Linked DNA regions of Arachis hypogaea: region 1 is linked to region 2. The links are chromatin contacts, called in public Hi-C maps. All regions are on one chromosome and are shown on one strand. Each heading gives the region's core, a stretch centred on a gene start, on an enhancer-like site or on the middle of the called end of the contact. The rest is flanking DNA. Distances are from core to core; before and after follow the strand shown.

The links. A called contact is a pair of places that touch in the nucleus more often than the background predicts.
Region 1: a contact with region 2 is called in a Hi-C map of leaf, with 1.8 times the contacts expected there. The contact joins the enhancer-like site here to the promoter of LOC112757306 in region 2. A contact is called at or near these places in 2 of 8 Hi-C or Micro-C datasets (leaf and an unstated tissue).

The regions. Positions count from the first base shown.
Region 1 is chr16:104,091,310-104,097,551 of arahy.Tifrunner.gnm2.J5K5, reverse strand. It overlaps LOC112754582, which reads left to right. Exons shown (of 13, transcript XR_011874392.1): 12 at 1,949-2,046; 13 at 3,202-3,567. Among protein-coding and RNA genes, the nearest start is that of LOC112754582, 12 kb to the left of the region's middle. Within about 2 kb of position 3,586, at least 3 of the 3 cell types and tissues checked have open chromatin away from gene starts, as enhancers often do.
Region 2 is chr16:104,005,429-104,012,367 of arahy.Tifrunner.gnm2.J5K5, reverse strand. It overlaps LOC112757306 (oil body-associated protein 2A-like), which reads right to left and starts at 1,643. Exons shown (of 3, transcript XM_025805899.1): 1 at 1,466-1,643; 2 at 1,290-1,372. The coding sequence starts at 1,643.

The DNA of each region.
Region 1 (6,242 bases), core at 2,337-4,836, 83 kb before region 2:
TCCTTTTGTCCATAAATAAAATTTTTCGGACAATTTTACCCTTAAACAAAAATTAAAAAGTCTCTCCACCTTCACCACTATCCTCTGCATTATCATCACCATCACCATCACCATCTACATCACCATCGCTGCACCATCACCACCAACAATCCAGCAACAATCAAAAACAAATCAATACCAACAATCTAGCAACACCAACAGCAACAATAAAAAACAAATCAAAAAAAATCCATCGCTACACCATCACCACCAACAATCCAGCAACACCAACAGCAACAATCAAAAACAAATCAACACCAACAATCCAGCAACACCAACAGCAACAATCAAAAACAAATCAACAAAAATCCATCGCTACACCATCACCACCAACAATCCAGCAACACCAACAGTAACAATCAAAAACAAATCAACAAAAATTTTAAATTAAACAATTCAGCAATCATCAACTATAATTTCAGATCCAAAATTGACAACAACATAAATTAAAAAATTTAAAAAAGAACTCATATGTTCTTCAAAAAAAAAAAAAAAAACAAGAGAGAAAGAGAACAACGCAAAATTGGGAACAAGAACTCAAAATTGCAGTAACAATTAAAACTCAAAAATTTCACTAAAAATTCAGAAATTCTACAACAAAAATCCAATTTAAAGAATAAGAAGAAGAAGAAGAAGAAGAAGAACGGCGGTGCGGCGGTGCGGCGGTGCGACGGAGCGGCGGTGCGGCGGTGCGACGGGGCGGCGGTGCGACGGGGCGGCGGTGCGGCTTCCCTTCCCTCCTCCTCCCCCCAGCCCCCCTCAACGGCGGCCCTGGCGGTGGTGACGCTCCCCTCGGTGGCTCACTCCCTCTCTCGCGCTGTCTCTCTTCTCGGCTCAACTCTGATTGGCGACGGCACTCTCTCTCCCTCTTCCCTTTGATGGCGACGATGACAAGCAAGGCATCTGGGCACGGCGGCGGCGGCGCTGGACACGACCTCCCTTTCTTCCCTTCTCAGCTCTCCGTCAGTCACTCTCTCCCTCAAGCCCTCTCACCGTTTCGTTCTTTCTTTCTTTTTGTTTCCTGAAGCCATTTTTCTCTTTCCTTTCTTTTTAATTTATTTTATTTTATAATTATATTTATTTTATTTTATAATTTTTTTAATGAGGGGTAGTTTGGTAATAAAAAAAATAAAATTGGTAAAAAGGACGATTTTATAACGTTTTGTAACGTTGAGGATGATTTTAATAACAAAAAAAGGTCGGGGACGATTTTGATTTTCGCCCCTTACCTTAGGGACGATTTCAGTACTTAACCCTTAGAATTATTTAGTATATCTGAATATTTATTATAGAATATTACTTCTTTATTATTACGATTCTCTTAGTCCCTATAAATACCCTTCTATATTGTATCACTTCAAACAACTTAAATAGACAACTTAATTATACTCAATAATACACAAATCCTTCCTCCAGTTTAGTCTCTTGTTTCTAACAATATATAAGAGAGAGAGAGAGAGATTAGAAATTTTAATTAGAAAACAAATTTGATTTGATTTGCATTCTCACTTTCAAATTTTAATTTCAATTAGAAATTTATCGGAAAACAAAAAAAAAAGGAAGCAATTATTGATACATGAAAAGTTGAAGACAATCTAAATAAAAGAAGACTGACTAGGAGGGAGTCCTTATTTGTTCAGAATACCTAAAGGGGGTGGGGGGAGTCCCTAAATTCTCAATATTCAAAGTCATTGATGCACTCGAACTTCATCATTGAAGTGTGCAAGGAGGTTCTTAACTCTGAACAATTTTTCTTCATGTTTGGGTTACAGCCAATAGGAGTTTGGGAGGATCGGATATGAAGCACACACTTGGAACACTCGATAACATTCTAGACTCTCTTGCATTACACTAGGTTGAGACTAAATTTACAACCATTCTTACCGGCTCATTATATGTTAGTTTGCAGAAGGACCGGATTGGACATTTATAAGGGAAAGGAAGGCTCAAATTTCATTTTTATTTGGCGATGATGATCACTGGGGTCCACTTCATGTTCTTGAAGAGGTAACTTGTAGAAAACATATCAAACTATCAAATGAAAGTGAATTGCATTGAACTGTTCCTAGACATGTGGTCAGTTCATCTAGTTGATGTCTTACTCATGATAATTGCATTGGTTCAAATGCAAAAATCCCCAATCAGTAGTCGATGGACGATCAGTGATATAACTATTAGCCTTAGCCAAGGTTGATGTTTGGCCCTGGCTATGGAAATAGAAGATCCTTTTCTCCCCCAAAGAAAACTTTTATGATTTACCATAAAACATGATACTTAATTACTTACTTTTCACAGTCCTTAATTTCATTTTGAATGATTTAGTCTTTTTCTAAACAAAATTACTGTGATAAACAGATAACAAAGTAAAACAGATAACCCTTGGAATTGAGCATGGCATGGCTTTTTAGGTTCACTTGCTCTCTTCCCCCCATTCTCTTTGTTGTTTTGGAGGATGGAACTGTCTTTAGCTTAAATTTTATTTTATTTTCTTAAAAAGTTATCAATAGAGAGTGCTATTAGCACAGAAGAAACTAAAAAGCCAACAAGAAGCTGTCACAAAAGTTGACTACAAGGCCTTTCGATTTCCTTTCAAAGATCTACAGACCATGGTTTGGGAAATAGCTTTTCTTTCAGAGCCTTTTCTGAACTGTAGTTTTTGAGTTCCAAACTGAAATACAGAAAATTATGAATTGGTGATTAGGGGGTCTTCCATTTCAATTTCGAATTTCAATTCCCTTTCAAGAGAGAAGTTGGCACCATTCTAATGGTATTTCATATACTTGTTACAGGAAGAGAAGTTTTTGCAACAAATTAATCTTCTCTTTTATGCTTTTAAGTAATTATTGCAGTAATGATTCTTAATGCTGCTTTTTTAATTCAAGTACTAAAATATAATATACCATGTGAACATTAGATTATGGAAAATAGTTCTTTCACAAGAATGTTAAATGATCATAGAGAGATGCTATATGGAACGATCCAATATTGCACGAACTATTTTCACCAATCATATTTATGCTTAACTGAAACAACGGTGAAGAATTCAATTCAAAAGATAAAAGTGATAACCTCTACCAATCAGATTCTTGTGCACAAGTTACACAAGAATATTTTTCATAACAAGGAAGTGTTGTCTCATGATCAGTGTTATTGCGGTTGCAGATATCAAAGCAGGTTCCAGGTATTACAGTAGCTGTTGAACGAGAGAACCATACTCATGGATTCTCCTGCACTGAGGCTGGCTCATTGTGGGTGGCTCAGCATGTCGCGAACCTAATAAAGAATCAGACCTCTTTAACTATGCAATAAGCTCTTTCCTTTATGTTATGTGTGTTCTCACTTCTCATTTCTCAAGTTGGCTATACAGAAAGGAATGAACAACTGAATAAATTTGAATGTTGACTGAAGAAAGCTCAGTCAATGTCCCTGTTGTGTGTGGGGGCTTAATTATTGTTTGATTGAATCAACGGGTATCCACCTATACGGAGATTGATTAATGATTACTATAGGGTTTAGGGTTCAGGTTAATTCCATATCATTTTTATCTTCCGAATACCCATTTCAAAACCACTAGTTATAGAGAAGGACCAAAAGAGCAGACTTCTGAGTTCAGACTATCAACGGCCGCCAAAAAAAAAAAAGAGAAGACAATTTCAGTGTAATGTTCTGTTGGGCTGGTCTGAGAAAGGCCCAACTCGGCCCATGTAACTTTTGGCCTTTCAGAAAAATCATATGTAGACCAGCAAACTTGCAGCACCAGGGAGACTTCATTCCATGATAGGATTTTTCCTGTTGTCCAAAATAATGAATTTTAATGACACAAAAAATAAAATATAATAAATTATTAAAGGTTCCACCTAAAGAAAAATGTAGGGCTGGTAATTTATACCCTATCCGAGGTACCCAATTCGGACTAACTCGTTCAGGTAGGGTACGGTGCGGTGCGGGTTTACTTGTAGGTAGGGTACGGTACGAGTTTAGGGTATACCTTATCTTACCTTACTCGTATATTCCTAATATATTATATAATATATATGTAAAAGTTATGTATGTAGTAAAAAAAAGTGAGTGTTGAACATACAATCTTTCTCTTATAAAAACTTGAAATAACCATTAAATTAGTTGATAATCATATTATTTGTAATTTTATGTTAGATTTTTTAAAAATTTTATTATTTTTAATTTTAATTTGAATTTAATTTTTTATTTTTTATTTTATTAATACGTATAAAATTTGAAATGGTTGAATTTTATATTTGCTTGAAATTTTTTTATTTTTCTATGGGTAAGATAGGGTTTAGAACTTTAGGGTGCGAGTAGGGTTAGGGTTAAAAAATTCTCAACCCGCGAGTAGAGTTAGGGTAGAGTCCAAACCCCATCCTATTCTATCCATTACCAGCCCTTAAACATTTATTTATGAAAATTACTGCTACAACGAAGAAGGCAGAAATGTGAGACTATATATAATGAGTAATGACAGAATCAATAGAGTAGTTTTAACAATAGGTACATTCTATGGTGTATATCTATATTTGCCTAACTTACTAAAAGAAGATAAAAATTAATATTTAAATTAAAAAATATAAAAATAAATAATTTTTTAATATTTAAAACTTACCATACATGATAAGTTCGACAATTTCAGTACCAAAGTTATAGGCACCATAGAATTTGCCTTAACAATATCACATGTCATATTGTAATTTTGCATGTTGCAAAAACCCATCATATTCCTGTTAGTGTTATATGATCGTCCATGACTAAATAACAACCCTGTCATTATGTTAACGAATTGAAAGAGCTTCCTTTATTTCTGTATTCCATTAGCTTTATGTAACTAACTTGCATGATTCCATAACTTAGGTAGGTTCTAGGGTTCTAGGGTAGCACAGCCTGTTAAACACATTGATTTGAATTTTGATCGGTAGTAATGGCATGGAACTAATACTACGTGATTTCCACTTTCCAGCCAATGTTATCTAACCACTACTTTTTAGCACATTACTATCATGATGTGGATGTTATTAAGATCAGAGTGAGAATACAGTAAGTTTGGTGGATGACTGGATGGTTCCACTCCATACTAGTTAACTTTGTGAGTAACTGACAAATCAATAGAGTTTGATATTAACGTTTAGGCCAATTCTATGGTGTCTATAAGTTGGTGTCTAAATTTTGCCTAAATTTTGCCTAACTTACTTTTTGTAGTAAGTTTTGATTTTTTAAAAATTATTTATTATTATATCTTTTAAATTAAATATTATTTTTTAACTCTTTTTAATAAATAAGCACTACTTTTTAAACACCATAGTATTCACCTAACGTTTATCATGAGTTTAGAGATAAAGATTCCGAGCAACAGAAGACTTAAGGCAAAAGGAATAACAAGATTTACTTAATGTGGGTTTTAAATTTCTCTGTCCTTAAAGTGTATAAGGAGTAATCTTTATTTATTTATTTATCTTTGTTCTTCAGTTTTTTCCAATGAATTTTTTTGAGTAAATTGTCAAATTTGTTCTTGAAAGATCACTCGTTCTTCAAATTAATTTCCCAAATTTTTTTTAATCAAATTCGTTCTTCAAAGATTTTAAATTAATCGCATTAGTCATTCTGCCATTTTCTTTGTTGATGATATCAAAATTTGTTAATGTTACATGTTAAGTGATACTATAACACACAAGAGTCTTAATTGACTATTAGCATAAGTTTATAAAATTAGATCAAATCAAAACCTAATTGAGGGAAGAACTTGAGACATTGGAATCCTACAATTTAGGGTTGATTTGATCTAATTTTATAAATTTATCATGTTAGTCACCAATTAGGATTACTAGGTGTGTGTTGTGCTGTCACTTAACATGTCACATCAACAAATTTTGACGTCGTTAGCAATGGAAGTAACGAATTTGATCTAATTTCATAAACTTATCATGTTAGCCGCCAATTAGGACTACTAAGTGTGTATTGTGGTGTCACTTAACGTGTCACATCAATAAATTTTAACGTCGTTAGCAATGAAAGTGACGGAAGAACTAAAATGACTAATTTCAAATTTTTGAAGGACAAATTTAATTAAAAAAAATTTTCAAAAATTAATTTAAAAATGAGTAATCTTTTAAAAATTAATTTAACCATTTACTCATTTTTCTTTACAAGGTAAAAGATTTTTTAAGGAGGCAAGACATGTATGAATCTGTCAAACA
Region 2 (6,939 bases), core at 394-2,893:
AAAATGGCAGTTCAAACCGCTGTTATTTCCAGCGTTAACATGGCGATTTTTGGATAGGTTAAAACGGCAGTTTGAACCGCCATTATTACCTTGACAGAGTGGCGTTTTGATTGGTTAAAACGGTATTTTTGAACCACCATTTTTACCCTGACAGTAGCGTTTTTATTAGTTAAAAAGGCATTTTTGAACTGCCGTTTTACCCTGACAGTGACATTTTTTATCGTTTAAAAAAATAATTTTTACTGTCATTTTTATTGCGTTAAATAAATAATTGTGATTAAAATTTCACAATAGCAAAAAATCATAATCCATAAATGAAATATTATATAACTCGTATACAAAATATTAATATAATATATAATTTTTTATTATTGAAAATCAAAAGTAATAACTCTTATACAAAACCTTGTCTTACTAAACTTACCAAAATACAAGCATTGCAATAAACACTAATCAGTCAAATCTACCATGCAGTTTCCTAAACTATGTTAATATCTAATAATGTATTTAAACCATCTAATAAGTGATGTATTTACTACTTATAATATGAATATACAAGACAAGTAGCTTAGCTAAGTGATGATGAATAAGATTTGGAGACCAAAAGTTTTCTCCTTTTCTAATTAACTTTAAAACAAGCCTGCCTTAGTTTCTTGGTCTCTTGTGTGAGTTTCATCCTGGGAACTTGCTCCAACATCTTTGTTTCTTGCTCCAACACTCCAACTTCATTATCCAAACTCATCTCTTACAAAGATTTGTAGGAACCTCTCCTGTCAGGGAATTTCTATCAAGCCGGCTGTTATAAATTGAAATTATAACAATGAAAAGATGTCATTAGAAACAATATATAACTAGTCAAATAATATAAAGAAAAAAAATAAAATTAGATTGGTAGAAAGAGTCAAGAAAATTTATTAAAAAACTGAAATATGAGGTAATTACTTACAGAATCTCAAGTGTCTGAACTAGTCCTAATGTTTCTGGTATAGAACCAGATAAATCATTTCCATCAAGTAAGGATAGTTGTGAAAGATTCTCCAATGTATCTAGAATGCTTACTGAGAAAATTCCTATTAAACTGACCAATCTAATTTCTCTTGAAGTCATAAAACATAAAACACTAAACAGTAGAATCAAGTAAAAACTAAAAAAAGTTGAAACTAATAAGGTTAGAAAACTATGAACAAATATATAAATAGGTACAAATTTAATAACAATGCAACTAGTCTAAGATAAAATATTTATGACACAGGGAAACAAAATAAAAATAGAGAATGAAAGTGAAAAACCTCATAAGCATGAGAGTGCCAAAGCTTCTTCTCCTCATCAGGCAGATCTTCAAAGATCCTATCAGAAATGATGTACTCCACACCTGGCACGCATTCATATAGAGTGAGCAAGTTAGTTTAAATAACAAGAAGAAACATGCATGCATGATGCATGGGAAGTGAGGGAGTAATTAGACCGAGGAGGCAGGCGTTGGCGTCGTCAGAGTCGTAGACAACGCACTGGAGAAAGTCTTGGTTGAGGCGGGAGCAGTAGTGGTGAGTCTCGATCTGGCGAGACATGTCGTGGCTGTAGATGGCGAAGGAGCAAATGTGGTGGTTGAACTGCTTCACGGGTTTGAGGGACTGAAGCATCATGGCGCCCTTGTAAGGTATGAGCATATAAATGACAATCTTGTCAAGTTTCAAACATAGTAAAGTTTCCTTCAATTTTCTAGTTCTCAATCTTCAAGTTAGTGAATGAAGATGTTTTATTTCCTTCTTTTGTTTGTTTTCTTTTCCTTTAAGTAACATGGGTTGGAACAACACTATACTGTTTCCTAGTTTCATCACTTCTAAAACAAATTGGGTTATTCTTTATTGCAGAATTGTGTTCAATCATTGCTGTAACTGACACAGCGGTAAAATAATAAACCGGTGAAAGTTAAATTGAATATAACTAACGGCTTTTCATTCAAGAAAGTGAAGTAAATTTCTTACTTGGTTCACAAAGCTCATTAGACCTGCCAATCTCTCCATTGCAGTAGACATTTTTGGAGTGTTAGTTTGTTTTTCAAGTTGTCCTACGACTACAGATTCTAAAACCATTTGTTGAAATTTGTCCATGCCTTGTGAAAAGAGCATCTTCTGCTTGCTGACAAGATTTTCCAAGGTTGCTTATGTCTGACCTTTGTTGCTCTGTCATGGTTTCAATCCTAGGGACCAAAATCTGCAATCAAAATGGTTTTTTTTTAATTATTAATAATGCATCATATCACCATTTACATGCAAAACTGGTGCTCTCATTCACATTGAGGAAGCTTTCTCAACATCTTTTATTTAATTAGATAGTAAGCATCACCTTTAGAATTTTTGAGGGACAAAAGCCTCCAATCCAGAAGAAAAATTGTTCAAACACCTTTATGATCTTTTATATACCTCTGAATTAGCAAGAAAATAAAAAATTGAAAGTCAAAATACACACTTATTATTCAAACATTAACACAACATTCATGGAATAGATTAGCAGTGCTTTGTGTCTCTTCATTATTGCATTTAACCATCATTCAAGCACTTACATCAGAAAATACACACACGCCATGTTTTGTACTAATTTCGGACAAATGATGCAGATTAATCAGTTCAATAGAACATATTAGGTCTCAAACTAAATAAAATAAGAAGCAAAAAAATAACAACACAACAGAAAAGGCAACAGTAACAAGCTAACAACAACAACTTCACAAAAGATCAATGAAAGTTAAAAACACAATAATAAAAACAGAACCAGCATTCTTTATTTTTTCCTACTAGAGCATGAAGTAGATCTAAAAAAAACGAAGAGTTACCTATTAGAAGTGATAGAGATCGCGAAACCAAACTGTAGAAGCTTGCTGAAGGCAGCAACAACGGCGTTGCTTGCCACGGCAAGGAGATGAGCCAGATTGAAAACGGTGTTGCTTGCGATGGCGCAGAGATGAATGACAGCGATGAGATGAGCGGCAATCTTCATATCAAATCCAAATCATAGAAGCTCACTGAAGGAGGAGAACGCGCCGCTAGAGGAGATCGTCGCTGGAGACAACGTTTCAGTTCACAGCACACAATCTCGTCGGAGGAGAACGCCGAGAAAATTGTCGCCGGAGCTTTTGCTGGAGCAGATCATCGCCGGATCATTCGCTGGAGCAGATCGTTACCGGAGCAGATCGTTGCCAGAACAGTCGCTGGTGCAGAACGTTGCCGGAGCAGAGCACAGATTGTCGTTTTTGGATTTGACGGTGGTGACAATGCGTGTTAGGGTTTTCCTTGTTGGGGGAACACATTCAATTTAAGATATTTGGATTTTCCTTGCTTTTGGGTTTTCCTTTGTTTGGGCTTTTTTTTCATAATGTGCTCTGATAATGGCGGTTTTAACTGCCAAAGTTACCGAAAATTGCCATTTTATTCAAATTAATTATGGCAGCATCATAAAATGCCATAATACTTGAATACTAGCCGTAATATAAATGTCATTTTAAACCTCATTTTTTGTAGTGACATGTCGGGTTGGCTATGTAACCAACAGATGATATCATCAGCCATAGGACAGCCATACGTCATTTGCATATGTTTGATTTGTTTGGGTTTGCTTATTTGTATTTGGTTTGCCTAATTGAATATGCCATACTATGTGATTATATGCTATTTGCCTTACTTGAATCTACTTGTGTATTACTTGTTTGTGTTGCTTGTGTTTGTACAACTGAGAGGTCCCTCATGCTGGTGTCGGTTGACGCTGAGGGATGCTCTTGTTGAAATGAAATGATGAAATGATTGATTAATAATGATGAATATTAAATGAGATGATTTTAGCTACCTAGGTAGACGTAGTGAAGTGATTTCACTTGTTCCAGGTGAAGATATGAGGTATTGATACAGAATTACTGAGACAAAGTAGCTAGTGATGGTTCTATTCATGATTCTGGTTCTGTTATGTTGGAGAGTTGGAAAAGATGAGAAAGATGAATTAGATTTAGTATTCCCTTATAATAGTGGTCTATTTATGGATTAGTGAGAACCTAGGATAAATAGTTGATGAAAGGAGGCTTAGGATGCTTGGTGAGTTTCTATTATAGTGCATTGTATTTATTTGGCACTTTTACCGTACTTTTATCAGCAGTGAGTTGTGATTCATATAAAAGATGGCAAAGATCATTGGACTCCTGTTTTACTTTGCTTAGAATCTCTCCGTATTTATCTTAAAAAACTTACTTATATGTATGTATTTATCATTTTGAAAACTTGTCTATAGAGTCTTTGATGTATATTTTGGGAGAGATAGGAAATATTGTTGTCAAACTGATTTTATTTCTGTACCCTAGTCGACCTAAACTTCGCAGGTTGCGACTAGTGGCTATTGTGCTTATATATATATATATATTATACACCTTGTCTTTTTTTTCTATTTTTCCTTGTTATTTGTACCTTACTCATTTTTCAGGCTTCTCGTTTAATACCTCCTTTCAACTTATATATATGTTTATGTATTATAATCCACCCTGAGAGTTGTACCACCTTATTATCATTGACTTATCACTCGAGTATAAGGATATGAATATTAGGGTGTTACACAAATAGTGGCATTGGCTCCTTCAAGATTTTGAAAAAGTATATATATCATATATGTGATTGATAAAATAAAAAATATTTAGTGATTTCATATGTAATTATTTTTAACAATGTGATAAGTTTAAGCTTTAATTATTTCTTTCACTGATATTTTTATTTAGTTAATTTTATATCATACACTCAAGTCTTTACTTTTTTAAAATTAATTTCTATATACTAATTTCTATGAATATAATTACTTACATTATTTTTTTTAATGATCTTATTTTCTATTTTAGAAATTCTTTTTTTTATAAAAAATTTTAAATTTTCTTCTGAACTTATATTGTTGAAAAGAACATTTTTACCTTATTTTTCATGATAATTTATGTTAACTATAATTTTATATTTAGAGTTGTATTTTATATTCTATAAGAGTACCAGTACCTTTGAGATAATTAATAATTTATAAATTATTGTAAAATTTTTAAAATTTTTAAAAGAACTGATCTTAATTAAAAAGATATGTAACAACTTTTTAACTAAACATACCATAAAAGTATTGGTATCTTATAATTTTATAGAGTATTATAGAATACTATGTAATTCTTGTATCACAAACAAAATTATTGAAAAAAAGTTCTATATTTTTTCTATATATATTGATAAAATCTAAAAAAAAGCAATTCACTAATTATATATTATATAGAAATTACTTTTATATAATAAAAAAATAATAAAATAATTTAAAAATTTATATAAAACTTGGCCCCTACATATTAAAATTTCTAAATCCGTTCCTGCTACCACCCATCATGTTTGAAGAATTGACACACCTTGTCTTGGTCATCATCATTATTTGATTCTATTCATGGCCAATAATTACTCAATACATACTGCCTAATAGTCAAAACCACTATCATATTACATATAGCATCTATTAGTAGTAGTAGTAACAATAATAATAATAATAAGATAGATGATTTTGGGAATGTACCTGTTTGATCTAAGAATTTCGGGCAAAGTGTGAAGGAGACTGGCTGAGCGCCACAGGCGACGGCGACCACACTATCAAATCATGAGTATGGAGACTGATTCTGACTGACTGAGACAAAACCGTGCAAGAGCAACCGTAAACCCTACCAGGCATGAGTTTGACGAAGAGAAGACGACGCGCTTCGATTGAACAGCAGTTCGGAAAATCAACCACAACAACGGCACGAGAGATGGCGGTAGTGTTTTAGTCCTCACAACGGTAGGAGGGGATGATGGCTAAGTTTCTGACGGTTGGAGAAGAACTTGAAAAGTGGAGACGCAGATCTAAATGATGAGGTGGAACCGCTGTATGACCAGCTTCCAATTTTTCTATCGGATCCTAACGATTTTTTAACCAAACAAAACAAATTCAAATACCCCTAAACCCATAAAATACTAAGTTTATTATTTTCATAAAAAAAAAATTCAAATAAGACCCAAACCCACAAAAAAAAACTTGTCCTAGCCCAGAAACTTATCTTTATCAAAAAAAAAAAAAAATCAGCCTATCATTATCATTTATAATTAATAACTTATCACACGTTTAACAACTCTATATCATTAAATACTTTAATTCACCTGTAGTGGAGTCCACACCCTACACCAATGTCATAGCTCTTGTCTCCAACTCCCACTATGAGTTTAGTTGCATTCTCTCTCTTTGGACACTTGCTCTATCAAAATTCTACACATATAAAAAGAATCTCTCTTCTATATGATAGAATTTATCTTTAAAAATACTACAAAAAAATATTTTATTAAATGTTATTAAAAAATTAATATTTTTTTACCTTTCTAGTGCATTGAATATATAATTTTTTTTAAAAGAATTCTATTATTAGCCTTTTAAAGTGTTTACAAAATAGTTAAATACATTTTTTATTAACTACTCTGTAGCATTTATAAAATCTTTAAATGAGAGCTTTAAGAGCGGTTTATTGAAAAGAAAAAAAATCCTTATAAGACAAGCAATGTGAGAATCACCCTATTATTTGACGTAGATTTAGCTGCTTTTATATTTTCAAGTATAATATCTCAAAAGAAAAAGAAAAATGATCTAATTCTACCGCAATATAAAATTTAAAAAAAATAACTGTATTATCAACAGCATCATTTGTAGTTGAGAAAAAAAATAACCAAACTTAATTTAACGATTTGTGCAAACATGATGAGTTAAAAATAAATAAATAAATAATTTTATGACACTAATTAAGTATTCAACCATTATCCCTCTTTTGTGGGTGGGGGGAGGAGGTTTGTGTCTTGCTTTGGGTCTTTTTTTTTTGTCAACTCTTATTTCTGCTATTTAACCATTATCCAATTATAGGGGGTC